Linked DNA regions of Mus musculus: regions 2, 3, 4, 5, 6 and 7 are each linked to region 1. Evidence: chromatin contacts called from public ChIA-PET data. All regions are on one chromosome and are shown on one strand. Each heading gives the region's core, a stretch centred on a gene start, on an enhancer-like site or on the middle of the called end of the contact. The rest is flanking DNA. Distances are from core to core; before and after follow the strand shown.

Evidence for each region. ChIA-PET counts read pairs in DNA pulled down with a chosen protein or histone mark.
Region 2: an RNA polymerase II ChIA-PET map of memory CD8 T cells shows a contact between it and region 1, with 9 read pairs. The contact joins the promoter of Polrmt here to the promoter of Ndufs7 in region 1. A contact is called at or near these places in 3 of 115 datasets of contacts at active chromatin or transcription factors (large pre-B cells, memory CD8 T cells and pancreatic cancer cells) and 2 of 9 other capture datasets (adipose tissue and liver).
Region 3: a contact with region 1 is called in an RNA polymerase II ChIA-PET map of memory CD8 T cells, with 55 read pairs. The contact joins the promoter of Ap3d1 here to the promoter of Ndufs7 in region 1. A contact is called at or near these places in 2 of 39 promoter capture datasets (liver and pre-B cells), 1 of 484 Hi-C or Micro-C datasets (B cells), 1 of 115 datasets of contacts at active chromatin or transcription factors (memory CD8 T cells) and 1 of 9 other capture datasets (adipose tissue).
Region 4: a contact with region 1 is called in an RNA polymerase II ChIA-PET map of memory CD8 T cells, with 211 read pairs. The contact joins the promoter of Mknk2 here to the promoter of Ndufs7 in region 1. A contact is called at or near these places in 6 of 39 promoter capture datasets (the C10 cell line, cranial neural crest, hippocampal neurons and 2 more), 4 of 115 datasets of contacts at active chromatin or transcription factors (double positive thymocytes, memory CD8 T cells, microglia and 1 more) and 1 of 9 other capture datasets (adipose tissue).
Region 5: a contact with region 1 is called in an RNA polymerase II ChIA-PET map of memory CD8 T cells, with 23 read pairs. The contact joins the promoter of Btbd2 here to the promoter of Ndufs7 in region 1. A contact is called at or near these places in 1 of 39 promoter capture datasets (cranial neural crest) and 2 of 115 datasets of contacts at active chromatin or transcription factors (memory CD8 T cells and pancreatic cancer cells).
Region 6: a contact with region 1 is called in an RNA polymerase II ChIA-PET map of memory CD8 T cells, with 28 read pairs. The contact joins the promoter of Scamp4 here to the promoter of Ndufs7 in region 1. A contact is called at or near these places in 2 of 39 promoter capture datasets (liver and pre-B cells), 2 of 115 datasets of contacts at active chromatin or transcription factors (bone marrow-derived macrophages and memory CD8 T cells) and 1 of 9 other capture datasets (adipose tissue).
Region 7: an RNA polymerase II ChIA-PET map of memory CD8 T cells shows a contact between it and region 1, with 273 read pairs. The contact joins the promoter of Rexo1 here to the promoter of Ndufs7 in region 1. A contact is called at or near these places in 3 of 39 promoter capture datasets (liver, neural stem cells and pre-B cells), 1 of 484 Hi-C or Micro-C datasets (the N1E-115 cell line), 2 of 115 datasets of contacts at active chromatin or transcription factors (memory CD8 T cells and pancreatic cancer cells) and 1 of 9 other capture datasets (adipose tissue).

What each region holds. Positions count from the first base shown.
Region 1 is chr10:80,248,023-80,251,220 of GRCm38.p6, reverse strand. It overlaps Ndufs7 (NADH:ubiquinone oxidoreductase core subunit S7), which reads right to left and starts at 1,772. Exons shown (of 8, transcript NM_029272.4): 1 at 1,730-1,772. The coding sequence starts at 1,745. It overlaps n-TFgaa3 (a tRNA gene), which reads left to right and starts at 2,185; the gene lies at 2,185-2,257. n-TNgtt7 (a tRNA gene) reads right to left here and starts at 2,062; the gene lies at 1,989-2,062.
Region 2 is chr10:79,744,876-79,748,073 of GRCm38.p6, reverse strand. Polrmt (polymerase (RNA) mitochondrial (DNA directed)) reads left to right here and starts at 1,493. Exons shown (of 21, transcript NM_172551.3): 1 at 1,493-1,609; 2 at 2,302-2,400. The coding sequence starts at 1,522.
Region 3 is chr10:80,740,767-80,743,964 of GRCm38.p6, reverse strand. Ap3d1 (adaptor-related protein complex 3, delta 1 subunit) reads left to right here and starts at 1,690. Exons shown (of 31, transcript NM_007460.2): 1 at 1,690-2,069. The coding sequence starts at 1,974.
Region 4 is chr10:80,674,728-80,677,925 of GRCm38.p6, reverse strand. It overlaps Mknk2 (MAP kinase-interacting serine/threonine kinase 2), which reads left to right and starts at 1,633. Exons shown (of 14, transcript NM_021462.4): 1 at 1,633-1,845; 2 at 1,986-2,102. The coding sequence starts at 2,052.
Region 5 is chr10:80,654,957-80,658,154 of GRCm38.p6, reverse strand. Btbd2 (BTB (POZ) domain containing 2) reads left to right here and starts at 1,661. Exons shown (of 9, transcript NM_145361.3): 1 at 1,661-2,025. The coding sequence starts at 1,670.
Region 6 is chr10:80,601,330-80,604,527 of GRCm38.p6, reverse strand. Scamp4 (secretory carrier membrane protein 4) reads right to left here and starts at 1,646. Exons shown (of 7, transcript NM_019575.4): 1 at 1,579-1,646. It overlaps Adat3 (adenosine deaminase, tRNA-specific 3), which reads right to left and starts at 1,648. Exons shown (of 2, transcript NM_001100606.1): 1 at 1,579-1,648.
Region 7 is chr10:80,560,033-80,563,230 of GRCm38.p6, reverse strand. Rexo1 (REX1, RNA exonuclease 1) reads left to right here and starts at 1,671. Exons shown (of 15, transcript NM_025852.3): 1 at 1,671-1,967. The coding sequence starts at 1,811.

The DNA of each region.
Region 1 (3,198 bases), core at 523-3,022:
TGCAGACTCTAGACTTTCTGACTGAGTGGCACACACCAGGCCTGATCTTCCCCATCTAAAAACTTAAGGCTTTGGATAAACTTTCAGCAAAGTAAATGCCCTACTAAGTGGCTGGAGGTGCCAGCAGCAGGTGTTTGTTTTAACTGGCATAGGGTCTCTTTGTGTTGCCTAAGCTGCTTCTGAACTCTGACCTCAGGAGAGCCTTCTGAGCAGCTAGGACTGCATGAAGCACAAGTCTGGCTCAGACCAGATTTCTGTGCTGTCATGCTGGGAATGAAATGTGGGGCCCTGAACACATTCAGTGAATGTTTTAACACTGGACCACATCTCCAGGCCTCCTCCTCTTCCTGCCTTTTAAAATGGTATTACTATGTATCCATGGCCGGCCTGGAACTCCCAGAAATCTTAGTGCCCTTCTTTTGAAGCAGGGATCCAGTATAGCCCAGGCTAGGCTCATCCTGCCTCAGCGTCCCAAGGGATGGGATCACAGCTGTACAGTACAATGCCTTACAGCAAACATCCTCCTTGTTGTCTCTAAGGTGTTAGTTTCTCCTTCAAATAGGACCACAGTAAGGTCTATTAACTGTCACCAGCAAGATCACAGCTGAGCCTGAGTGAATTCAGGCGCCAGCAGTCAACACCACGAATCACCAAGCCCTCCACTCTTCAAGGGGGCTACATCACAGCTGGGCTGGGTACAGTGGTGGGGTCTGTAACCCCAGCAATGAGAGACTGTAGCAGGAACATGAGTTTGATATGACTCTAGGCCACACAGGAAGACCCTATCTTTAAAAGAAAAAATAATGTTGGGTATAGTAGTAAGTCTGTCATCCTAGTATTTGGGGTCAGAGCCTGGAGGATCAGGAGTTCAAAGTCAGCCTCTTATACATGAGATCCTGTCTCCAAAGCAGGCATTTGGGGCTGGAGTTGTGTTGGCAGAGTCCCTGCCTGGCATGCACCAAGCTCTTAGTTCCATCCCTGGTGCTGTATAAATGGGCTTGACTGTGCACACCTGCCATCCCAGCATTAGCAGTGAAGGCATTCGGATGAAGCCTTCAAGATCACCCACAGTATAGAGTTTGAGCTAGGACCCATCAGACACTGTCTCAAAGCAACAACAAAACACAGAAGGAGTTAGACCCGACTTCCTGAGTTCTCCCACTCCTTATGTTAACACTGCAACCTGCTAGGCGATGGGAGGTTCCACTTAGCAACTGTCGCTCACGTCTACCAAACTGCACAGGTGTTTAATCCCTGTACATAAAGAGAAAGACACCAAAGCTTTGGCAGGGAAACTAAGACATCTGCTCTAGAGGCCCTTGCTAGCTGTCCAGGTTGGGGATGAGATGGAAAGAGCCACCGGGTGGGTGGCCTAAGTGTCCTGGGCCTCTCCCCTGTCCCACTCTGTGCTTCGGGGACATCAGCCGGGTTTCTGCAGTCAGCTTCCTGAGGTTGGAAGATACACAGGCCTCAGCGTTCCCGACTATAATCAGGGACGATAGCAGGAGGCCTGCAACTTGCTATGTAGACCATGCAGAACTGTGTAACGTGAATTCAAACATGCTTCGGCCTAATGCTAGACACCGACATTACCGAGGGCTGGGATCTGACCTATAGGTCTCTACGGTCCCAACGCCTCTCAACACTAGGCTTGGGCTCCAAGGTCCCCGCAGCGCCAGCTCGGAGCCCAGGACTACGCCACTCTCCCGACCGCAAGGGCTTCACTCACCCGCCAGCGCCGCCATCTTGGCCTCGGCCTTCAGACAACCTCTGCGGTCCGTCCTCCAAAGAGTTCCGGTTCTAGTCCAACGCCCAAATAGACACCAGCGGAAACCCGCACCACAAGCCGAGTGGTTCTGACCCGCTTTATACCTGTGGTCGCGTCCGCGCAGAGTGCGCCACGGTCGTCCTGTGACAAACAGGAAACAGCGACAAAATAAAGAACTTCCACTTTATTCAGTATTAGGGAATGAAAAAGTCGCTGTGGTCGTCCCTGGGTGGGCTCGAACCACCAACCTTTCGGTTAACAGCCGAACGCGCTAACCGATTGCGCCACAGAGACGACATTAGTCAGCTGCTTATAGTATAACCCTACAAGGTTTGACAGACAAATTGTGAAGTGCGCTTGCGCGCTAAAGCAATGGCACGGGGCGGAGGGAGGGTGTTACCGACAAACAGCGCGTCGCCGAAATAGCTCAGTTGGGAGAGCGTTAGACTGAAGATCTAAAGGTCCCTGGTTCGATCCCGGGTTTCGGCAAGTGTTTTTAACTCATTGATGAACCTGTCTTCCGTTTTTGAGATTTTTGATTCGTTTTGAACCACAGTCTTGAATTAGTCCAATCCAATGTTGAACTTTTACGTTCTATTTACATATTAGCAATCAGTCCTGCATTCTTCCAATTAATAGGTCTAAAGCCATTACTGACTATGAAATGTAAAAGTATCGGGGTGAATTGTTTACACACCTGTCAGACTAGCACCCCAGAGAAGCAGGAGGATGTGTACGAGGACAAGTTCTTCCTCTCAAAAAGCCAAAATTATTATTGTTGTTGGTAATGATGTTGTTAAGTAACTTTTTTTTTTTTTTCTTTTTTGGTTTTTCGAGACAGGGTTTCTCTGTATAGTCCTGGCTGTCCTGGAACTCACTCTGTAAACCAGGCTGGCCTTGAACTCAGAAATTCACCTGCCTCTGCCTCCCAAAGGTAACATTTTTTTAAAATGGCTCAGCAGAGCATTGGTTCCTCTTTCAAAAGAATGGGAATTCAATTCCCAGCATCCCATAACCTTCTAAAACTCCAATTCATGGGTCTCTGATGGCTCTTTTGATCTCTCCAGGCACCAGGCATGCATGCAGTCAAAACACCCACACATAAAATAATAAAGTAAAATGAATAAATGTAGGTGGTTAGTGAGCACTCTCTCCTATCACGCAGAAGACCCTGGTTCCACCTCGGCACCACATAAACAAGGCATGTGTGGCGTGCCTGTCATTCCAGCCCTGGGGAGGTTGAGGCAGGAGAGTTAGGAGTCCTTGGCTAGACAGCAAACTCAAGGCCAACCATGATAATGAGAATGATAAAGGTCTGAACTGGTTCAGTGGATAAAAGCAGTTGACTGCTGCTAGACCTGAGTTAGATCTCTAGATCCCACAAGGTGGCAGGAGAGAACTGGAGTCCGAAAGTTGTCCCAGGCATGGGT
Region 2 (3,198 bases), core at 244-2,743, 500 kb after region 1:
TATTTATTTAATTGGGGTTTGTTTGTTTGTTTGTTTTCGAGACAGGGTTTCTCTGCGTAGCCCCTGGCTGTCCTGGAACTCACTCTGTAGACCAGGCCGGCCTAGAACTCAGAAATCTGCCTGCCTCTGCCTCCCAAGTGCTGGGATTAAAGGTGTGTGCCACCTGGGGTTAAGAGCACTGACTGACCTTCCAGTGGTCCTGAGTTCATTTCCCAGCAACCACATGGTGGCTCACAACCATCTGTAATGGAATTCAATGCCCTCTTCTGGTAGACAGAGATAGTGTACTCAGATACATAAAATAAATAAATCTTTAAAAAAACAAAAACAAAAGCAAAAACGGTGTGTGCCACCACACCCAGCTCTGAGTTTGTGTGTGTGTCTGTTTATCTGTCCGTTTGCTTGCCCGACTGCCTGATTGAGACAAGGTTTTATGTGCATTTTATGTGCTTAAATTTGAATCCGCCTGCCTTTACCTCCAGAGGGCTGGGATTATAAACCCAAAGCTCTCACTGATGCGCTCCAGACAGTAGAAGCCCTAGTACTGAGAAAATGAGCCCAGGTCCTGTCTTCTCAGGAGGGTACTGTCTGAGCTACAGAATTAGCCTGGAAAATTTAGTGAGATTCTGTCTCAAATATAAAATGCTGGTGCGTGATAGCACATATCTGTCATCCGGCACTTCCTGAGCTAGGAGGCAGGAGGATCAGGAATTCACTGTCATCTTTGGCCACATTAGAAGTTTGAAACCAACCTGGGCTACGTGTAGATAGATCCCTTAGTCCAACACTGGGAAGGAGAAGACAGCAAGGTCAGGCTTTCCAGATTAGTTCTCATACATGTAAATTGGAAGCTAACATGAGCTACATGGGACTCTGTGAATGTGAATGAATGAATGGATGGATGGATGAATGAAATCGCGATGTGGTACTATTTACACGTCTTTTCCATCTTTCTACGGCCCTGATTCCATTTGCACAAACACATATACATACAGAGAGACAGAGACAGAGAGAGGCAGAGAGGAGGAGGAGGAAGAGGAGGAGAAACAAATAGGGTAGGGACTGGGCGTGGTGGCGCACGACTATAGTCCCAGTACTGGGTGGCAGAGCAGGAGTATAAGGAGGATATCTGTTGAGTTCAAGGGAATCCTGTTAAATTCCAGGACATTCATGGTTAAATAGTGAGACTTTGTGCCAAAAATGTGCATATAGTACATAATATATACACATATGTAAATGTTACGCACATATATATGAACAAATAAAATAAAGCAGAAACCAGTCAATCAAAGAACAAAAAAATATAAAAACTAAAGAGGGAACTTGGATATGAAAAGAACGAATCAGAAGAGTATTTCTGCGCATGCTCTCTTGCCGCCACGCTGCCCGCTGCCTCTTGGGAGTTGTAGTTCTCCTTCGACTCCTCTCACAGGACAGACCCTAAGAGCGCTTCCGGCAGTCGCAGAACTACAGCTCCCTGCAGGCGGCGCGTGCGCGTGCGCACTGCGGGCAGCAGGCGGCATGTCGGCGCTCCGGTGGACCCGAAGCGCAGCCGGGCTTGGCCGGGTTCTGCGCTCCCCTGGGCCCCACCGCCCGCCTTCGGAGGAAGGTAAAGGAGTGTCGGATCCAGGACTATAATCTTCCCTTCCTTAGGATCCCGGTCACCTTCAACCTTTGTTCTTTGACCTATGGAGGAGTTTCTGGGGACCCATTTAGCTGGGCACTAGTTGGCAACGTCTCTCTAGGTCCGCAGGGCACTTTGACTTTTGATTGTTGCTCGCTTTTCCATGTCTCTGACCCACTGTTGGGGACTTACGGATATTGGCATTGACCTTTGGCTACTTTTAGTTAGGAGTACTTCTTGCTGGATCCTGCACCCCGATCCTTATAGCTTTGGCCTGTTCTGCCCTTGAAGTTGGTCTTTTTCTGGGTCTGGATTTATTTGTGGGCGGGGCGTGTTTTTTTTTTTTTTTTTTTTTTTTTTTTGAGCCATGGTGTTTCCATGTGGTTCATGCTGGATGCTTTATTTGAACTCAGGTCCTACTGCTTCAACCTCCTGAGTTCTGAGATCCCATGCCTGGCAGTCCTTGTCTTTTGATCCATTTCTTTCTGGGCATGACGTAAGTTTGAGGCAGGAACTCACACTAGCTTAACCTAGAACTTCCTTTGTAGCCCAGGCTGGAATCCAATTGGAGACCCTCCCACCTCAGCCTCCAGAGACCTGGGGTAATAAGTGTGCATGCCACGGTGTCCACTTGATAGGATGGTTTCTGTGTTCTTATTCTTCATGTCTCTTTCTAGGGACTTTTGGTGGCTTCTGCAGCTCAAGAAGGAGCTCCGCTGCCAGTCCCCGTGAGCAACATGTCCTGAGGGAGTGGGGCCATGCTGAACTGCTGGAAGGTAAGTTGGTGTCCTAAGTCCTTCTCCACAGTGAAGCCTTGAGGGAGTGTGCTCTGCGTTGTACCTGACCACTCCAAGGGAGTATGTAAAATGGGGTCCAGAGTCCACTGAGCAGTGTTGTCTGGCTGGCCTGTCTGTGGTCCTGTGGGTCCTCTTGTGCTGGTTCTGGGAGCTGCTGTAATTCCATTCCCTGAGTTCCAGATTCCCACCTGGGGCTCTCACTTCTAGGAAGACAGTGGAGGCCCCAAATACACCTGAACAATACCGGATTTGCATTGTTGGAATGCTGACATAGAAGTCTCCAGTTTTAGTCCTGCAGAGTCGAGGTGCAGCTGGAATCCAGCCTGTCTGCCAGGCCTGCCTGTCTGTCTTCCTTCCTTCCTTCCTCTTTCTTTCTTTCTCTCCTCATTCCTCCCTTCTCTCTTTCTCTCTTTTTTCTTTCTTGGTTTTTCGAGACAGGGTTTCTCTGTGTAGGAAGTCCTGGCTGCTTTGTAGACCAGGCTGGCCTTGAACTCAGGTCTGCCTGCCTCTGCCCCTGGAGTGCTGGGATTAAAGGTGTGCATGAGCCGGGTATGGTGGCGCACGCCTTTGATCCCAGCACTCTGGAGGCAGAGGCAGGCGGATTTCTGAGTTCGAGGCCAGCCTGGTCTACAAAATGAGTTCCAGGACAGCCAGGGCTACACAGAGAAACCCTGTCTTGAAAAAAAGAAAAAACCAAAAAAAAAAAAAAAAAAAAAAAAACCAAACAAACAAAAATAAAACAAAATAAAGGCATGCACGACCACTGACTTTGGAACC
Region 3 (3,198 bases), core at 441-2,940, 490 kb before region 1:
GTGAGTTCCAGGACAGCCAGGGCTACACAGAGAAACCCTGACTCAAAAAACCAAAACCAACCAAACAAACAAAAGAAACAGGTAATCTATCTTCCATATTATTTTTGAAGTGCTGTTCAGCTAAACTGGCTAATTACCTATTCTCTACTCTTATACTCATAGTATAATTATTTAAACATGGGACCACATTCTTGGATCACATGATCCAGGGACTCGGACCTAACCTAAAATGAATGTCTTCTTTGATCATTAATTAGTCCCAAGCCAGGGGACTGGTGAGATGGCTCAGTGGGTAAGAGCACCCGACTGGTCTTCAGAAGGTCCGGAGTTCAAATCCCAGCAACCACATGGTGGCTCACAACCACCCATAATGAGATCTTATGCCCTCTTCTGGTACGTCTGAAGACAGCTACAGTGTACTTACATGTAATAAATAAGTAAATAAATAAATAAATAAAAGTGTTTGTGCACCAAAAAAAAAAAAATTAGTCCCAAGCCTATTTTGTCTTTCAAGTACAATTACATGCTTGTAACACACGAAAGCTCACTGTGTTCCTTATTTAACGTTTGCAGCCAAAGGAGGGGACACATTCTATGCTTAATGCTAACTTTACTATATCTTTCTGGCAAAACAATCTAAACCATCTCCTTAAACTTTCTTTTTTTTTTTTTAAGATGTATTTATTTATTATATGGAAATATATTGTAGCTGTCTTCAGACACTCCAGAAGAGGGAGTCAGATCTCCTTTACGGATGGTTGTGAGCCACCATGTGATTGCTGGGATTTGAACTCTGGACCTTCGGAAGAGCAGTCGGGTGCTCTTACCCACTGAGCCATCTCACCAGCCCCTCCTTAAACTTTCTATCACCTACCCTAACATCTTAAAACTATTTTAATCAAATAAGAAATTCTATAAAATCATTAATTCATCTATTTTATGAAAGTTCATCTTTATATTAATCTGCAGGAGACTTGCCCAATCGAGTGGGCTGTCTCCCAATAAGCAACCACAGCAGACTCTAGGCAGTGAGGGTCTCCTGGTGCCCATTCACATCGTACTAGATATGGGAGGCATATAACAATGAAAAACATGAGGAGGCACTGCAGCACCAAGAAGTAATCCAGAGACGAACGCCTCCGGGGGGCAGTGCCTCTCTAGGAACATGCATCACAGCTGTGCAAAACGGTGGACCATCTCCAGCAAAGTCACTTGCCCACCACAGTTTCTCCTGTATGGTGTCCACCATCCAAGCCTTGTGCTGGTTTTACAGACAGGGTTTCACAGGCCGGCCGGTTGGATTGCTGGTGTGATTGACTCCTGACACTGATTCCCAAGTCACCACTTAAATTCAGAAAAGGCTGGGCTGGATATATTTGGCCAGGACCTTGCAGAAAAAGCTCCACGTGGAGCTCCGCCCTCCTCTAGCCACGCCCACACCAGATAAGACCACGCCCACTGCTGTCATTTAGCGAGTGGGGAGACCTGCTCTCGATTTTCCCTTAGGGGCGTGGTTAGGACGTCTGTGGAGTTCTTGTTCACCAATGAGGCTGCAAGGCATTGCAGAGGAAGGGGTGGGCTGCTAGGCGTCAAAGGGTGGTGTCTGCTTTCCTATTGGGTGGCGTGTGGTTGTCAAGGAAACTGCAATGTGGGGCTGGGCTTTTCGGTGAGGCGGGGCTTCCGGGAGGCTGAGGCTCTCCGTCAGCTGACCCACCGCCATCTTGGCCGCCATTTGCAGCGGCCCTAAGCTGGGAAGGGTCTGTGGAAGCTGGGGGGGGCGGGCTTACTGGCTACCCCTTCTCCTCAGACTGCTCTCCGGCTACAGCCGTCGCTCTGGCCTCCACGGCGTCCCCTCCGCGGCGGCCGGAAACACAGCGGGGCGGTTGCCTGAGGTGCGGTCGCCGGGTCCCCGCACCTTCTAGGGCCGCGGCAGCGGCGTTTCCCTCGGAGGCCGCAGCCCACGGGCCGCCGCGATGGCCCTCAAGATGGTCAAGGGCAGTATCGACCGCATGTTCGATAAGAACCTGCAGGATCTGGTCCGCGGCATCCGCAACCACAAGGAGGACGAGGTGAGCCGGCGCGGAGCGGGGCTGCCGGGCTTTCCCCCCATTGCCTCTGGCCCGCCGTGGAGCCGTCTTCCTCGACCCCATCGCCTTTCCCGTCCTGCCTGTTCCAGAGCTGCGGCTCTGCACAGCCTCTCCTTCCCCTGGCCTCAGTTTACCCCCAGCAGCTTGAAACAGGCGCTGTCCAAAATGGCTCAGGTGTCTCGTCTGTTGTAACTAGGGGCCACTCCCTGAACCTCCAAATTGTCCACTTGGAGCAGTCCTTGCCCTAAAGGCCTCAGCGTTTTAGGTCTTGAAGTTGGATGCCACTGCTAGAGCCTGAGTTTACCTTCTTGAAGAAGACTTACTTAGGCAAAGGTTCCCCCACTTGAGCTAGTTTCTGGATCCCATATGGAGGAATCGGGGACCCTCACAGAAAAATCCTGTCATAGGTCTACGTGTCTCCCATGGAGAAATCCCCTTGTCAGGAAAGCACAGGCCCGGGTGGCTGTCTTGGGCTTCCTTGGGAACCCTGCCAGGTTTTCCTGCCCCAGATCCCCTGAACTATTAGTGTGTGCAGGACCTAGGGGCATCTTGGAATGGGGAAGCCTGACTTCAAAACTGGAAGCTCAAAGAAGGCAGAAGTCAGGGTGTGGAAGCGATTTTTCCAGAAGTTACACTGAGACTACAAGCGCTGCTTCCTTTCCTCCCCACAGCCTGTGACCTAGATTAAGGAAGAAGTGATAGAGTGACTACTTAGTGCCTGGCTCAGTGGAAAGACGCAGGCCTCCTCCTGGGCTGGAAGGCCATGCTGAAAGAGGGTGCCTGTCCCTAGCTGGGACAGTCATTTCTCTGTAGCCCTCTTCCCTTCTACCCTACCTGGTGTGGTTTGTACCCTCCCTGCTCTCCCTGGCTGTTACTTCAGTTGAAATAGCTGGTTGGCCTGCGTTTTGCTGGGTGTGGACTGCCCTATGTGATATTTCCTTTGTACTGTGGCCCTCTTTGCTCTCAAGAGGGCTTCCACATTCCCTTCTTGCCTTCCCGTACAGAGAATGTTCCCTGGGCAGCTGTTCTAGGACCCTGGGGACAGGTCACATTCTAGTTTGAGTACCTGAAACAGACTCTAGCTAGGGACATAACCTGGGCTGGCTCATGG
Region 4 (3,198 bases), core at 384-2,883, 430 kb before region 1:
CCTGTTTCCCTATTTCTAACAGGGCTCCTGGAGGCAGTCTCAGGACAGGTCTGGATTAGGGCACAGAACTCACACCTTAACGAGGGCTTTGTAATTTGGCTTTTCTTCCCAGCATTTGAACTAAGTTGCAGGAAACAAAATAGATTAGAGCTATTTGCTGCCATCAGTGTGAACGGCTGACCCAGGTGGGCCACGCTTGAATGTGGGTGTCATGTTTTATTTGAATTGTTAGCCTGAGATAGGATCTGGCTAGGTAGCCCCAAACTACAGAGACATGCTGGCCCCCGTGGACACACACACACATGCTACAGCTAGCCACAGGTAGAAGCTATTTCTCTTACATGTGTCCCAGGAATGGGCTCAGGCTATAATTGGTGGCAAACTCCTTTAACAGCTGAGTAGAGACCCTTGTTTGAGTCTGCCAGGAATTGATCCCTGACTGCCTTGAGCTGAAGTTCTATCCCCTGCCCAAATCTGTCCAGGTAATGAACCTTGTACAGGCATGACAATCTGAATTAGAGACAAACATTTCTGCCAATGCAATCACTAATGACGACAATGAGGCTCGGGAGTCAGACAGATGACTCATAAGTTAAGCCAAACTGTTACTCTTACAGAGAACCCAGGGTACAGCCCAGCACCCACATCAGGCATCGTGTAATTTCACCTCTCTTCTGACTTTCCAGGCACCTGTATGCATAAGGCACACACACTCACACGGACGAGGACCTGTGTGAGTGCACACAAACACACAAAGAGCTGCTTGAGGTTCATGAGGCTCCAGCCTCAGTAGAGGGTGGTGGTAAAAACTTGTAGACAAACTACCCTGAAGAGGGAAAACAACCTCTTTGTGCACGGAAGCAGCCGAGGCAGCAGGCACAACGCGGTCTGACTGTATCCGAACCTGAATCGGGGATCCTAGCCCCTTCTTGTCCCAGCTATCCCCACCGAGGGCTGCAAAGGACCCAAGAGGTTCAAGAAGGGTTCATCACGGATTGCAGAGCTGGAGCACAGGACAAGGGCATCAGTATTCAGTAAAATTAGGGCTGGCTTGCCCTCCTTCGGCAGCTGAACGCGGCACCCGGCTCAAGGACAGGGAGCAGAACCTGCAGCGCGCAAGCCAGCGGGCCAACTGTGACACAGGAGAAGGCGGCCTCACGGCCCAAACTGAAGCCTTCAGTACCCTTCTGCGCAGGCGCAGGCGACTCCGGAGGCTGGTCACCAGCCTCTCCACACAGTCCTCTCCCACCCCCCAGCCAGGTCACGCGGCTGCAGTCGAGTATCTTTTCACGCTCCGCCCCCACCGTGGGAGTGCGCAGGCGCGCTTGAAGCTTCGCGCCCCACTTCCCTCGGAATCTCCCCTTCCCCCTGCCAGCTCGAAGTGCGCAGCCGTGTTTGGAGTCGCCAACACGGTCGCTGCGCAGCTCCACTCCGCTCCCCGCTAAGCTCCGCCCCTTAAACGGGAGCGCGCAGCCGTATTCTGCATTCCCCGGCGTGCTCTTCTCGCTGCGGCCTTCGACGCTCCTGGAAGCTCCGCCTCCTCTGTTCCCTGAGAAAGGCGGAGACTGGTGCGGAGGGGCGGGGTAACTTCGGGACCGCGCCTATAAAGGTGGCCGCGCCGGCCGCGCGCGCGGCTCCTCTCGGCGGCAGCGGCCCAGTGGAGGGGTCCGTGGTGGCGGTGGTGGCGGCGGTGGCGGCGGCGGCGGCGGCGACGGCGGCGGCGGCGGCGGCGGCAGCAGCAGCGGTGGCTGTGGCGGCGCTGTTCCCCGCGCAGTCCTCGGAGCGGGGTCCGGGCTGTGCTAGGTGAGGTGACGGCGCTGCGACCCCGGCCGGTGTCCGACCCCGGTGAGCGCGGCGCCAAGGGCGACATTCTCCGAGGGAGGAAGGAAGCCCGAGTCAGGCGCGGGAGCTCCGCCGAGCCCCGGCCGCCTCCGCCCGGCCGAGCGCCTCTCTCAGCCTCGGTCCTTTGTCTCCTCCGCCCGCAGGGTCGCCTCCCAAGCCGCCCCCCGGGCCCCGCGTCCCCTCCCCCGCTGGTGGGGCCCGGACTGAAGATGGTGCAGAAGAGAACAGCCGAACTTCAGGGCTTCCACCGTTCGTTCAAGGTGAGGGGTCCTGTCCGGGGGTCCCATTGCAGTGACGGGTGCGACGGATAAGCAGAGCCTACTCGGGAGGCTGGTGCAGGGCTTGGGAGGGGTGCTTGCATTGGACTTTTGTGCTGGAGGTGGTGGGGGTCAGCAGGCCGCAGCCCTGTCCCCATCCTCCTAGTAGCTCTCTCTTCTAGGACCCTCAACCCCCACCCCCAGGCTTGTGATTGGTGGCTCTGTGTCCCTTGCAGTTAGCCCGATCACAGTCGTCTGTTTCTGTGTGTGATCCTAGGCAAATCGAGTGTTTCTGTTCCTTGCAACTTCCAGGCCTGTCTTGTGCTGGTTGGGAGAGTCAGTAAGCTGCAGCCTTGCTTCTAGCTGCCTACTAACTCTTCATGAACTGCCCCAGGCTCCCCTGTGATCTGTGGCTGTGTCCCTAGCAGTTTCTCAGCCCGGGCTTTCCTACCTCTGTATGTGGTCTCTGATGGACTTTACATTTGTTTCCTGCAGTGTGTGCTTGTTGCAGGCTACAACCTGTCCCCGGCTGCCTAGTAGCTCTTTCTTTCAGGACCCACTCCCACCACTGATTGGTGGCTCTATGTCCCTCGCCATCAGCCTGATCTCAGTCTTGTGCTCCCCACCCACTTTCTGTATGTGATCCCACACTTTCTGTGTCCCCCAGGTTGGCCTTGTTCTGGATGAAAGCACGTCAGCAGGTCCTAGCTCTCTCTTTTGTGAGCTCCCCTAGGTTGGCTTGTGGTCAGTGGCTGGATGTTCCTTGCAGTCTCTCAGCCCCGTCTCCCCTACTTCTGTGTATATAGTTCCAGGGAAACCCTGTATCTGTCCACTGTAGTCTCAAGCTGGCCTGTGCGGTTGGTTGGGATCAGAGGGGATGAAGCCTTGTTGGGGAAACCCTTTGGCACATGGGTATGCTTTGCCCCACTGCAACCTCCACACTTGGTGGTGGCCTGTGGAGACCTTCCCTCAAGACACCCCAGGCCCAAAGTGTTATTTCTTATCAGAACAGGAAGTTTCTGTAGTGTTATTAATGGTGGCTGATTGAGTCTTACCTTAGATGAGTATATCTGGGGGTGGTGAAGGTGGGCAGGGTGCT
Region 5 (3,198 bases), core at 412-2,911, 410 kb before region 1:
CAGAAAAACAGAGCAGACTTGCCCAGAACAGTAAAGACATTTATTAGCTGTCAGGACAAAAGGCCCTGAGCTATTGCGGCTTGCAGGCAAGGCCTGATCCAGGCTGTTGAAATCTGTTTGGATGGTTTATCCTCGTGCTAGGATTCTTTCTTCACTTTTATTGGTCCCTCTGCTGAGCCTGTTTCCAGATGAGATTCGTGAGACTCAGGACTAAGCCAGTCAGTCCCTGTTAATTAACCTGTGGAAACAAAGCTTGCCCTCCTTCCTCTCTTCCCCTTCTGCCTCCCTGAGTAGCTTTGTCCACCTTTGAATTTGTGATCCTCCTGCCTCAGGCTCCCAGTGCTAGGATGGCAGGTGTTGCCCACCATGCCCAGATACATAGTAATTCCTGCCCCTCCTCCAGTCTCTCCTTCCTCAGGCCTGGCCTGTCCTCTCCTCCTCTTTGTACCTTACCCCTCACTCCACTTCTTTCCCTTTCTGGGTTCACAGTCTAGTTTGGGCTCTTTTTATTATGGTTATTATTATTATTATTATTATTATTTTTTTTTTTTTGAGACAGAGTTTCTCTGTGTAGGCTGTCCTGGAACTCACTCTGTAGACCAGACTGGCCTAGAGCTCAGAAATTCGCCTGCCTCTGCCTCCAAAGTGCTGGGATTAAAGGAGCGCGCCATCACTGCCCAGCTAGTTTGGGTTCTTAATGTCCTACAGCCTAAGGCAGAGCCGGGATTGGCTAGGTTCAGGGGCTCAGGAGCATTGTGTGGGTGGGATCAAGGGCCTGAGACCTCAACATCCTCACTTCCTTCTGTTCCTCTCCGTTTCTCCTAACCTTCCCGCATTCACCATCTTCAAAGGCCTGTCCTTCTTCCTTTTTCCCTCCATCCCTATTCCTCTGTCGGCTTCCATCTAGACCCTGTGGCCCCGCCCTCTAGCCCCGGGGTGCTCAGATGCACCACGCCCCTTCACCTCAAGTCTGGGCCTCTTTCCTCCACTGTGTGATCTCCTCCTCCTCCTCCCCTCCCCTCCCCTCCCCTCCCCATGCTGTCTTTCCTGCTTCTTTCCTCTGTCTGTCCTTTACCTCTCCATGCCTTCCCTGCCTCTCCTCATCCTTCTCCTCCTGCCCTTGCTCGAATCCAGGGATGGCCTGCGCCTCCATGGCCCGGACTACCTCCCCTACCTCCTGTCTCTGCTCCTCCCCCGTTACCACATCCTTCTCTTTCCTCCCATTCAACCCCTCCTGTTGCCCTCCTCTCTGTCCCAGTATCCATTTCTCCCTCTCATTTCTCTCGGTCCCTTTTTCCTCTGTTTCCCCTTCTCCTTCCTCCTCTGGCATTTCGGGGCCCTCCTCTTCCTTGTCTCACCAATCCTGGGCCTAGCCCTGCCACGCCCATCCTCCCTCCCCTCCTCTCTACGCTCACAATCGCTTCTCCATCTTCCTCTCCTCCCTCCCTCCCTCTCTCCCTCCCCGTTTCCCTTTCCAATCCATCCTCCTCCCTAGCCTTGCCCTTTCTTCCCCCTTCCCGTCCTCCCGTTGGCTCCTCCCTTTTTGTCTCCTCCCCTCGCCCCTCTCAGGTCTCGGCTCTCTTTAGCCCCGCCCCTCCCTTCCTCCTCTCAAACGCCCCGCCCCATGACCACGCCCTCCGTGGCTCCGCCCCCGCGCCGCAGCGACAAGATGGCGGCGGGCGGCAGCGGGCGCGCGTCTTGCCCGCCGGGGGTCGGGGCCGGCGCGGGCAGCCTGGGTCCCAGTGCTAACGCGGCCGCCGCCCCCAGCAACGCCGCTGCCTGCGCCCCGGTGCCTCCGCCGCCCCCGTCCCCGCCGCCTGGGCCCGGGACTGACGCGCAGGCCGTGGGCGACGAGCGCGACGACGCGGGCCCAGGCGCGCTGCTGCGCGAGCCCGTGTACAACTGGCAGGCCACCAAGCCCACGGTGCAGGAGCGCTTCGCCTTCCTCTTCAACAACGAGGTGCTGTGCGACGTGCACTTCCTGGTGGGCAAGGGGCTCAGCTCGCAGCGCGTCCCCGCGCACAGGTGGGCCGCCGGGACGCGCCCGGACCCTGCAACCCCAGACCCTGCATCCCCAGACCCTGAACCCCACCCAGACCCTGCACCCCAGGAACCAGCACCCTGAAACCCTGCGCCCTACCCGGGACCGTTCATCACAGACCATGCACTCCACCTGGACCCCGCACACTCTAAACCCCGTAGTCCACTCAGAGCCTGCACCCCCCCATTCTGTTCCCCCACCCGGATCCTGCACTTCACCTGGACCCCGCACCCCATGAACCAGCACCTTAGAACCCTGCACTCAAGACCTTGAACTCCACCCAAGACTGCACCTCAGACCTGCACCCCTATCCAGGCCCTGCATCCCAGGATCCTGCATCCCAAATCCTGCAGTCAGACCTTGCAGTCTGCTTGAACCCTTCATCCCAACCCTAATCCCAAGAGCCTGGACTGCACCCAGATTCTTTATTCCTAGATATTGCACCCCAGACCTTGCATCCTAGAACCCTGCACCCCAAGAATCTGCATTCCACCCAGGATCATGTACCTCAGACTCTACACCCCACCCAGACCTTTCACCACCCCTGGACCCTGAATCTGGAGCCTCAGGCTCTTACCTTAGGATTCCTGACCCCTTCACCTGAACCTGGTTCCCACAACCCCCTTCCCCCACAGTGTACTTCCTAAACATGGGAACCTGGAGGTTCTGTTGGGTCCTGCCTGCCTTGAACCTGGTTCTAGGGCCATTTCATTTTATCCTTAGGTTCTGCTCCGTTCTATCCTGGATCCTCTCTGCTCTCTGAATCCATTAGTCACCCCAACATTCCTCCAGCTTATCCAGTTCTAGGGCCCCCTCCGTCCCCACCCATGACCCCTTAGATCCCCTTCTTACCCCATGTTCACACCTCACACCATCTAACCTACTGGCCCCATCAGAGACCCTTGCCTCTTGTTCCTCCAGCACTGGGCTTCCAGCCTGTCTGAGCCATCACCCCCAGACCTCACCATGGCCACGATGAGTTGAGCTCTTTGGGAGTGGGCAAGGGTCTGGCACAGCCTCAGAAAGGATTGAGGCCTTTTGCGAGTTCTGTGCAAGCTGTGGTAGCGTGTACCGCCTGCCAGTGCGGTTCTTGGCACATGACCTTTATGACCATGTGGGGTAGCTTGTCCAGCTTGATGGCAGGAATGGGGAATGTG
Region 6 (3,198 bases), core at 397-2,896, 350 kb before region 1:
CACGAGGCGACCTGCAGGGCTACCTGACCATCATCATACCCACATCCTGGCACCCCCACCAATGTCTACCTGGCCACAGGAACCTATGCGATGGACTCAGGTACATCTGTTGGCTTTCAGGGCTCACCCAGCTGCCCAGGTCAACACTGAATGTCTCTATGGGCTAACTAGAGAGTCACGGGTGCCACTAGGAGTCCTGAGACTAAGAAGGGAGAACAGCACCAAGGGTGTCTGAGATCCTGGTGTCACCATGGCTGCCCCTGCAAAGGCCCCATGGCAGGCAGAGCCCATGAAGGGCGTGGTGACATCTGGCTTCCCCAGGGCATACACCACGCCTACAACGCACAGCGCCTGACTGGGCTACAAAGCGCCACTGTCTCCAGGGCAGAAGACACAGCTTTGTTTGTCCCCTCAAGACTAGACAACAAGGGACACAGAAAGATGGATGCCTTGGGGACAGATGACAGCCTGGGCTTATGGGCCTCTGGAGAGGAGTTTAATAGCTATAGGATGGTAGCCAATGCTTGGCCAAAGGGGCCCTTCATGTTCATTGCAATTGTGGCCTGTTATTCCCTTGTTTTAGGTGACAGGTGCCCACTGTACACCAGCATGGGAACAGGTTTGAAAGGGGCTCCTTGTACCACAGACAAGGACCTGCGGTCCAGCAGACACTTCCCACCTCTGAGGAACCACACGCCCTCTGCATTCAACAACTGCAGGCAAACAATGGGCCTTGGGTCCTGGGTATAGGGTCCAAAAGAATGGGACCGTGGCTGGACAGACTACAAGGATCAGGTCTGGAAGCTCAGGCCTGAAATACAAGTCACTCAATAAGCCACTAGATGGGAGTTCGGGGCCAGCTTCAGCGGTACAGGAAACTTCCAAAATAAAAAAAATGAAGTGGGCTCGGGGTAGAGCTCAGCAGTGCTGAGCCTACCTATGTCCACCAGTGAGGGACTGAAGCTTAGGTTAGGGCCCCTTGTGAGGGGATGGGGTGTGGCGCAGGGGTAGAGTCCCTGCCTGGAATCATCCATTTAAGGGCTGGGTACAAAGATTAGCGAAAGCTCCTGGAATCCACTTCTGAAGGGAGGGGAAGGGGATCAGTAGTCCAGTGCCAGTCTAATATAACCAAAGTCCAGGATTCGATCCCTGGTACCACCAAGATACCCCAAGAAACCCCATAGGGTACAAGAGCTTAAAGGGAAACTGCACACCTGCTGTAAGGATGGTGGATAAGATAACCCTGAGGCAGGGGACTGTGATGACCCGGAACATACAACCGGAAGCAGCTGGAAATCACAGGGTTTCCGGAATCAGAAGTAGGGTACACGCGTGCGCCGCAAACCAACGGCATAGGGCGCGGTGGGCGAAAAGCCCTGTGCACACGCGTACTAGCGTTGACTACTCGCGCACGCGTACTCCCACCGCCTCCCGGGACGCGCACAACCCTCTCAGGCTACGCGGTCTGTCCCGATAAGGCCTTCTTTCCCTGTCCACCGCCCTTGCCTTGTCACCATCTCCGGTGCCCCATGGCGGATTCGGAACGGCGAAAGCCGAACCCCTACGGCGGCTGCTCACCTGAGGGACACCCGAGCGAACGCCACGCTTATCCAAGTCCTAGCAACCGGGCCGCCACGCCTGCCACCGCGGGGCACCACGGGAGCGTAGTTCCATGGGCGGGGCCTGCGCGATGCGACTACATTTCCCTTAAGGCCGTGCGCGTGGCTGCTTCACAAGGCCTTGCTGAGTCTAGGGGGTTTTCTTATGTGTGCTGCAGCGAGTAGAATACTGTGGTTTGAGATCCTGGGATGGCACTGAACTCGGCCCCTTTGTGACACTTTGAGACATCAGCAGAGAGAAGACTTGAGGCAGAAGGAGACTCTATGGCCATTAGTCACTCAAAGAGCATCTGCCATCATACTTCTGTAAAGTCCCATGTTGCTGGTGAACAATCACTTTTACTGCTTGGAAAGTGACTGTAGTCTGAAGTTTTAGGTCCACTCAGGCCCTCATTCTCCTCATCTGTACATGGGTGAAACAGATATGTGAACTTCTGAATAAGTCTGGGGCTGGGGCTGTTCATGGAGTGTTTTCCTAGCACCCAGGAGAACCTGGATTCCATACATAGCATTCCTCATGGCACAAGCTGGTCATGCCTGCACTCTGGGGGTGGATACAAGAGAACAAAAGTTCAAGATGGTTGGGGCGAGGGCCTTTAACCCCAGCACTTGGGAGGCAGAGGCAGGCAAATCACTGGGAGTTCCAGGACAGATCCTGTCTTTAAAAAACAAAAACAAAAGATGAAGAAAATAAATGAACAAGTAATAGAGGCAGGAGAGATGACCTAACATTAATACCTTTTAGTTAATTATTGTTTTAGATAAAGAGTTTCACAGTGTAGCTTTATCTGCCCAACATGTCATTCCCAGGCCAGAGTCCCTGAGTCTCTCCCAGGGTCCTTCTTCCTCTGTGGCTTAGGACATAAACAGCAGATTGCCTGGCTGAGCCCTGACCAGCAGGAAGGTAGAAAGTGGCACCAGAGAGCCTGGGGTTGGCTCCAGGATCAACCTGTTTGCAATCTTCTAGGCCTGTCTGCCAAACACAATCTTTCTGGAATAAGGAATGCCTTGTGACCAGCTTATCAGAGCAGAGTAGGTCCCATGAGTTTGGTGTATGGCTGCTTGCAAGACAGATAAGTGGGAGATTAGTGTGGATATGACCAGCATTACAAAGCTAGAACCCAAGCCGGGTGGTGGTGGTCCACGCCTTTAATCCCAGCACTTGGAAGGCAGAGGCAGGCAGATTTCTGAGTTCGAGGCCAGCCTGGTCTATAGAGTGAGTTCCAGGACAGCCAGGGCTATACAGAGAAACCCTGTCTCGAAAAACAAACAAAAAAACGAAGCTAGAACCCTTAGGTACAGTGTCTGGCTTCTAGGAAGCCATGTGAACCAAGGGTCTTGGGAAGAAAACCAAGTTTTGGGTCATCACACCAAAACAGGGCCACCAGGAAACCCATGTTGTTTCTTTAATATTTTTTGACTAAGCCCAGGTCCATAGAAATGCTAGGCCAGGAGCTGTAGAGATGGCTCTGTGGCTGAGAGCACTGGCTGATCTTCCAGAGGATGAAGGTTCAGATCCTAGCACCCACATGGTGGCTCACAGCCATCCCTAACTGCAATTCCAGGAAGTCTGATGCCT
Region 7 (3,198 bases), core at 422-2,921, 310 kb before region 1:
TTCCCACCTCTGTCTCCACTGTACTGAGATTACAGGTGTGCTCCCACCTCGACCTCCACTGGACTGAGACTATAGGTGTACACCACCAGAATTGCTTTTGAGGCTGTGTAATAACCCAGGGCCTATGTCATATGTTCGTCATGCACCAGTGCTTATCCAGGTGACTTCTCTCTGTGAGAATTGTTAAATGCTGGTAGAATACCCTTCCAAAATTGCATGTGTTGGCTCAAGTCTGTAATCCTAGGATCCCAGAGGCTGAGGCAGATGGATTTTATAGATTTGAAAATGAGATGAGCCTGGAGTGCAGAAGGAGAATCTTTTAAAATAAACACCAAATAAATTGATTAAAAATTTAAAAAGCAGGCGGCCATGGTGACTCAGGCCTGTAATCTTAGCATTTAGGAAAACTGTCAGAAGTCCAAGATCAGTCTAGGCTACAGTGCCAGACCCTGTCCAGACAAACAGAAAGAGGGGTTCTGGGGATGTTGCTCAGTGACTGGAGTAACTGTCTAGCAAGCACAAGGCTTTGCGTTTCATCTCCAGCACTGTGTAATGGGCAAGTCCATCCAGTCTGTGTTACATGAGACCTTACCTCAATCAAAAGCAAAACAGAAAAGCGGTTGGGGAGAGGGCTCAGTGGGTTAGAAAGCTGTGCACAGGTCTCAGGACCTGAGTTCTAATCCCCAGCACCCATTTAAAGCTGGGTATGACCAGGTGAGTGCCACCCTAGGCTTTGGGGTGGAGGCAAGCAGATGCTGGGAGCTTGCTAGCCAGCCTGCCCAGCTGAAGTACTTCAGTGAAGAAGCCTGTCTTAAAGGAAAGAAAATGGAAGACTAAACAAAGGGGTGGGAAGCTGTATGCTCCTCTAACCTCTGCATGCGGGTGCACAGTGTCGCCTCCCTCCAAACACCCCAGAACAAAGCAAAAACAAAAAAACAAAAAAACAAAAAAAAAAAAATCAAATATATTTCCAGAGTGTAGCTTAGTTGGAGTGCCCTTGTCTAGTGTATGTATCTAGGCACGGCAAAAAGAAAAAAGAAATGCCCCACTGATACCCCTCGTGGTTAGGTGACTATTTGAGCATCAATTAGGTAGGTTTCTCAGGATAGGCACCTCAGCCAATTAAGACCCTGGCTAGAGAGTTGGCTCAGTGGTGAAGAGCACTTACAGCAATTGGAGACTTGGGTTCGGTTCCCAGTACTCACATGACCGTTCATAACCATGAGTAGCTCCAATTTCTGGGTATCCAAAGCCCTTTTCTGACTTCAGCGAGAATCAGAAACACTCATGTTGCACATACATAGAATTAGAAAGTAAATCCTAAATCAAACAAAAACCCTGGCCGTGAAGCTCTCCTCGTCCTCCGGGGGGCGCACGACGGCCTTATATAGCCAAAGATTACAGCGGAGACTCGCGGTGCATTTCCAGCCAGGCGCACTCTGGACAGCCCAGGCTTCTCAGGGGCTTGAGGCTCAAGATTGCGAAGCTGCACCCGCGAAAGTCCGGTGCCGGAAGGTTCTCAGGACCAGAAGCATATAATCACGCGTTCTTTAAAGCTTCTCTTGTCCTAAGCTTCGGGTCTTCCGACGGCTACAGTTCCGCGGGAGACGACATTGTAAGCAGGCGCACTTCAGTCAGCCCTTCCCGGCGTCCCTAGCGACAGCGTCCCGGGGGCCTCTGGGGGCCTCGGGGCAAGATGGCGGCGTCGGCGGGGTCCGAAAAGCGCGAGCGGAAGCCTCCGGGGCGAGTGTGAGGAGGGGTCCCGGGGTCCCGGGTATCTCCGGGCCGGGGCCCCGCTGCGGAACGGACCATGCTACGTTCTACCGGCTTCTTCCGCTCCATCGACTGCCCATACTGGGCGGGAGCTCCCGGGGGGCCTTGCCGGCGGCCCTACTGCCACTTCCGGCACCGCGGAGCTCGGGGTCCCGGCGCTCCCGGTAGCGGCGGCGCAGCATCTCCTGCATCAGGTAAAGCCCATAGGACCGCCCTGGGTCCCACAGCCCGCCCGTGCTACATGTTTCCCTTGCTCAGCCAGACCGCGCACTGTCAGATTGCTGTCCCTCTCCTAGCTGCCATCGCGATGCTGTGCAAATGTCTAGACCTCTCTGGTCATTAAAGCATAAAGACGGTCACGACGGAGCGAGAGACCGTGCATCCCCGTCCCCAAGCTAGGGGACTTGGTGCAACTCCTCCGGTTCTTATTCTGTCCACCTTGTTCCGAACGATATATCATTCCCTCCCGTCACCACGCACGCCACCCTGTGCGCTTGTGGCATACCTTGTTTACGAACGCGACAGTTTCCTGGGATGAGTCCCCCCCCCCCCCCCACTGTCTCCAGTAGTTGGATGCACAAGGCCATAGGGGCACCTGCTGTTTGTCGAGCGGAAAACCCCCTTGCCTTGAACGGGTGTGGACTTTGAGCTTGGCAGGGAGCATGTCGCAATTAGTGTGATGACATTTTGAAGAAGGCCTCAGGGATCAGGCAGTGTGTAGGAAGTATTGTATTAGAGAAAAGACATTAAGGTTTTGTTATTTGTCTTTTGTTTGTTTTTACTGTTGTAGGCCAGGCTAGTTTTGGACCCAGGACCCTGAAGCTGCAACCTCCTAGGTTCTGGGATGGCCCTAACCGGACCCTTAGGATTCCAATTGCATTTAAAGAAGACATTGGAGAGCCTAGAGAGATGGCTCCGATTTAAGAGCACTTTCTGTTTTGGGCTGGGCCTGCTGCGTGCACACTTTTAGTCCCGTTTCTCTAGAGGCATTGCCGGGTGGACCTCTGAGTTTGAGTCCAGCCTGGTCTATATAGGAAGCCTTGTTCCAGAAATCCATAGCCAGTGAGTCCCTGTCTGAGGGGTGGGGGCCACGCTTGCTACTGTTGCAGAGGCCCTGGATTGGGTTACCAGCAGCCACATGGCTGGTTTGTAAACCCAGTTCCAAGGCACCAGCCATGTGTGGTGCAAATGCAATCACCCAGGCAAACTCTCATGTGGATGAAATTAAAAACAAAAACCTTTAAAAAGTGGCATGGCACCCAGGTATGGTGGTGCATGCCTTTAATTTCAGCATTTAGGAGGTAGAGGCAGGTGAATCTCTTTGAGTTTAAGGCCAGCCTGGGTTACATATGTGGTCATCTCTAAAAGAGAGACAGGGCATTGTTGACTAGAGTACCGTTTAGTCCCCTCTGGTGGCCTCTGTTC